Linked DNA regions of Drosophila melanogaster: region 2 is linked to region 1. A link is a contact called in public ChIA-PET data. All regions are on one chromosome and are shown on one strand. Each heading gives the region's core, a stretch centred on a gene start, on an enhancer-like site or on the middle of the called end of the contact. The rest is flanking DNA. Distances are from core to core; before and after follow the strand shown. Region 1 holds the start of Lamp1. Region 2 holds the start of CG2201.

Region 1 (2,665 bases), core at 72-2,571:
AATTATTTATTAGAGATTCAAATGTACATATGGTTAGCTCTAATTGTATTTCCTTTGTTCTCTTATCAAAAAATTACCCTTTGTTATTTATATTAGTGAGTTTGGACTTGATGGACAATTTATTTCCGTTTTCAGTGATTTGTAGAGATCCTATGAAAATGGCCGTACCGTAACATATTGTCAAATATTTATACAAACCAAATGTATAAGGTCGAAATCGAATTTTAAATTCGGTCTGGTTATAGAACTATTTAACAAGATAAGATTAGTAGGAACACACTACAAATTAAAAAATAAAAAATATTTTCTGATTTAATCATTTATCCTTCTGTTGCTATGCCGAAACATTTTATCACGCATGCTATAAAAAAAAATGTTTTAAATTGTTTATTTTAATATGTCTCCCCAAATATGTAGGTACATACATATGCCCAGTCTAGCTCCAAGTCTTTGTTGTCTTATCCGCTTATCATAGTCTGATAGTCAGAGAACCGACTATAGCGTTATCTCTTGTTGTTATTTTATCACAGATTGTTTTTTTTATGTCATATATTATTTTGTATATACTATGTGCACAAATGTCTAACATTGGTATTGAACAAATGACCCAAAATCTTGTTATATGAATTGACAGATAGTAACCAAAAACTAAAGTATGCTATATGGCGGATACAAATTTAATATGATATGCCGATTTATACACCCATGCATATAAATATTTTAAGTGCATAAAATAAATATGGATGCATACGGTGGCGGATGACTTTATCTGCATACAAAACTGTAAATTGCCAGAACAAATAAGCGAAAGGGGTAAAAATGGATGTTCTCCGGGGCTAACGAACGTAAGCGACACCATTTTTCTAGAAGAGTTATGAAAGGATAGCCAGATTACTGAAATAGGTTTAAAACCCTTGATCTACGAAGGCAAAACTCGCAATTCAACCGTTTACACCTTATTACGCCGATAAGACACTAACGCATATGGCGACGTGAACGGCACCGGAAAAATAAATTATGTGCGATGAACAAACGACATACATATACATATAAAAAGAACTGCGATGTATTATCACATTGAACAAAGGCCTCCAATGCGACGCATTTCATTGCTGTTTTAAAAAGGGTTTAATTGGCTTGGCACTAACCTGTACTGCTTAGTAAAAATAACATTATTAGTAATGCCGAGCAGGTCAACAATTTGTTGGCGAACATATTGAATGGCAATCTCACTTAAGTTGTGTTGCAGTTTTTCTATACGTTAATCTACTACACTGACACATACGTTTTTGTCTCGACTGAGCTAGTTTTTATTTTGACCTTCTTCATCAATAGTGTGACCGAATTTCTAAAAGAACTAAAATTAGCCCATATGGAACCGTAATAATAGTACATGTCCACTACAGCAAGATGTCTATCGATATTTAATGAAACTTATAATAATAATATACCAAAAAATATATTCTTAATTCCATAATATAATACAATTAGTACATTTTCTTATCAAACATTTAATTTCTGATCAATCGAAAGAATTATATGTATAACATGTTATAATTTTATCACGGGTTTATATAACACAGGTTTATAACACACAGGGTTTATAACACAGTGGAAATATTTATAAATTAATTTCCATATTTTGAGTTCATTGACTTAATGAAAAAATGTTAGGTATTACCAAAGACACTATAATAACAAGATGCGTAACGCCATACGATTTTTTGGCACACGATTTTTTCGCCGTGGCTCTAGAGGTGGCTCCAGGCTCTCTCGAATTTTTGTTAGAGAGCGAGAGAGCGAAGAGCGCTACAGCTAACAACTGTATGTGTGCACACGTATGCTCATGCATTGTAAATGGGACAAAATATCCCCTTCACCCTAGAGGTTCTTTGACGTTAAATCTATATTATTTTTGATCAATTGGCACCATGCGAAAAATTCTTGTTTTGCATTGCCTTAACGTTATTATTGTTTGAAAATAGATTAGAAATAGCCAAATCTATGTACATATTATCACAAAAATAAATTTCAAAAATGACTTTATGTAAGAATATTTGTCATTAGAGTATTCATATTGAGGCGTGTGAAAAATTAATATGGCAATGATTGTTGAGTGCTTGTGTCCGCACTTCGTGCCGCAAGATATGAACAAAGCAAAGACACTAGAATTATTCGTTTATCCGTTTACACATTTATATTTTTGTTTAATTCTAATTTGTCTTTCATCTGACAATTTTTTAAAAGCGAAATATTTTTTTTAAACACTTTTAATGTTAATGTTACATCATATTAAGTCAAATGACTTAATAAATATACTAAATAATTAAAGGAAGTACAATAGAAATTATTATAACTACTGTAATTTCATAAATTTCATAAAAATATGATAACTGTTTATTGCAAAAGTCATATCAAAGACACTAGAATAATTCTAGTGTCTTTGCTTTGTTCATATCTTGCGGCACGAAGTGCGGACACAAGCACTCAACAATCATTGCCTTATTAATTTTTCACACGCCTCAATATGAATACTCTAATGACAAATATTCTAATATAAAGCCATTTTTGAAATTTATTTTTGTGATAATATGTACATAGATTTGGCTATTTCTAATCTATTTTCAAACAATAATAACGTTAAGGCAATGCAAAACAAGAATTT
Region 2 (2,665 bases), core at 125-2,624, 51 kb before region 1:
CCTTTATCCGTAGACAAGATTATTTGAAAAGATTTTATCAGGTAACGTTTTTTTTTTTATTTTTTGTCAGAATCAATAGTCTAGCCAAAAAAAATAAATGCCAAAAATCTTTATCAAAGGTGTGGGCGCGCGATTTTTTGTCGGCTTGTAGGAGTGGAAATCTTTTTAAACATGATTGATTTTATTCATAAGTTTGCAACGCAGGTAAGAAAATATTTACGTACTCATATTATTAAGCATGTATTTTATAAGATATTTTGTCGGCCGTATGAACGTCGAGATTTCAGGAACTATAAAAGCTGCGTTGAGATTAAGCATACAGATTCTAGAGACACAGACGCAGCGCAAGTTTGGTTTGTCTTGCCAATTTCTAGACTATAGCATTCTCTGTTGTTTTTATGTTCAATTTATTTTCCTTCGCAGAGCATATTGTCATGCCCACAGTTTCGACATTTTTTTGGGGTCTTTTTATTTCACTGCTTGTTTTGTTAATTTCTATCAGTAATGCTGCGTTAATCGTAGCAAATCGTGGCCAAATCTTTTGATTTCGTTTTTAAGTCTGCTCTGGTTTTTGCAAAATGTTTGCTATTGGAATGTTTTGTAAACAGAAAACAGCTATTTAACTGTTTTCCAAACAATAGAGCAGCCACCTTCCTTACAGTTTTAATTCCGTTGTTCGCAATTACTTTTTTACTGGACATTGTCCATTTATGTAATTAAATTAAATAGCATTATTTACGATCAGCACGTTTGTCCCTCCTTTAAATTTATTAATGAATTCTTTTATATATTATACAAGTGTTTTACTTGCCTTATTCGTTTCACCAACAGTACGGCAACCTTCGCGATAACTTTTGGTGACGTCTTAATCGAAAATTGTTGCCGACGGCAAAATATCGTATGTCAAATCTGAGGTCAGAAAAAATTTTTCTAAAATAACTAAATGTCAGAATAATCTTGTAATGGTGTGGAATAAACATCAATAGACCACGTATTTCCCCTTAGTAAATAAAATCCTATTTGATAGAAAACAGGCATTTACTTTTCATTACGGCCATTCAAAAGTGCCCGTTTTATAAATAAAAAAATTCTTACGATTTTGCGATTTTAAATCGAAATCGTAAAGTTTTTACGAAATTTATTATCGGATCATGTTATCATGCGCCACAAGCCAAAAATTAAAAAAAAAAAATGTATTTGTTTTTCATTTTATTACTATATTTATGTATTGTGTATTCATATGCCTGAGGATTTGGAAATGTCTAATTTGTACTCCCGCTTGCTGAGTAACAATAGCTGAGTGCTATAGTACTATCTTTTGTTGTGTTTACTTTGACCTAAAGTTTATTTGTTTGTCATCGTGAATGTATATTAGTTGACTTCGCACACTGCAGTCCATAGAGATGCATGCTAAGCGTCAACCTTTAAATTGTGAAACTTAATAATTAAAATATTAAAATACTTTGTCATATTGACGTTCACGAACTTTTGTGTATTATTTTAATACGGAATCGACTTGGAAAATACCAGAGAGATACGATTTAGATAAAAAAAGGAAACACATTGAACCAGATGCCAGCAACAGTTGTATCATTCAGCCCGTAGTTGAAATTCAGTTCAAATTTATTATGCAGTTCGATTCATTATTGTTTTAACATCCCAATTACAAATTCGAGAGCAGATCAAAAGTGTTGCAGTACCCCTTAATAACAGATAAAGTAGCAAATCGAGTAAGAGAGAGCCGAATATCGACTCGACTCTCGCAGCTACTGCTTCACCAAAACTGAGCTTTTCTCCATGGCGCCGCCGATCAAAGGCGGCGAGTGCTAAGTAGTCGAATCTGAATCGTTCTTGTGAGTAGGCGCTTTGAAACCGTTAACGGAGACTGCGTATATACTCAATGTTATTTTATATTGCACTATAATAAAAACCACGTGACGCCCAATTCACCGCAAAAATCTGTTTTTGAAGTGCTGCTGTCAGACACCGCTTATTTGTCGGTGCCTGGCTTCCAAAATTAAATTACCAAAATTAAAATACCATAAATAAATAAGAAAGCGAAGGACAATGGCCACCAACCTGCAAAAGGTAAGAAAGGATATTCGAGACTGGTATCAGTGGCATCGCCTAACAATGCTTCACCAAGGTTTTAAAAGTTTGTGTTTCGCCAATTTTGCCCCTTACCTTTCGTACAATGCTCTGTTATTGTTGGGGCTTTACGCATTCAGATCGTTGCCCAATTTCGTATGTATGTTTTTATCTTTATATTGTAAAGGTATGTGAATGTTTGTACATATGTTTGTATGTTTGTACACATTTTTTAGCACGTGACGAAACTTGAACTTCAGTCTCGGTCGCCAGATGGTAAAGCTACTTACACGCACTTACAAACATTACAATGTTTATAAAGACTTCTTGTCATTTGCCTTGTCGTGTGTTAACGAAAGTATGGTTCATTGGCATGTTATCGCTAAATTAAGGTCTAGGTAGGAAGTATATTGTCTTTAAGTACCTGCCTTATAATCAACACAGCCTATTAAAAAATAAATGTTTTGCATTCCATTTTTCATTTTTGCGGTTCCACGTCGATTTTTAATCTCAGAAAATTTTTGTTATCGCCTCGTGGATCGCTCACTTATTCGTGCATTGCCGTTACCAATCTCCT

The links. ChIA-PET counts read pairs in DNA pulled down with a chosen protein or histone mark.
Region 2: an RNA polymerase II ChIA-PET map of the S2 cell line shows a contact between it and region 1, with 9 times the contacts expected there. The contact joins the promoter of CG2201 here to the promoter of Lamp1 in region 1. A contact is called at or near these places in 25 of 107 Hi-C or Micro-C datasets (the Clone 8 cell line, the Kc167 cell line, the ML-DmBG3-c2 cell line and 7 more) and 5 of 6 datasets of contacts at active chromatin or transcription factors (the Kc167 cell line and the S2 cell line).

The regions. Positions count from the first base shown.
Region 1 is chr2L:21,572,045-21,574,709 of dm6, reverse strand. Lamp1 reads right to left here and starts at 1,321. Exons shown (of 4, transcript NM_136267.5): 1 at 1,149-1,321. The coding sequence starts at 1,215.
Region 2 is chr2L:21,622,789-21,625,453 of dm6, reverse strand. CG2201 reads left to right here and starts at 1,374. Exons shown (of 8, transcript NM_001299196.1): 1 at 1,374-2,088. The coding sequence starts at 2,068. lncRNA:CR43148 (long non-coding RNA:CR43148) reads right to left here and starts at 775. Exons shown (of 1, transcript NR_048035.1): 1 at 1-775.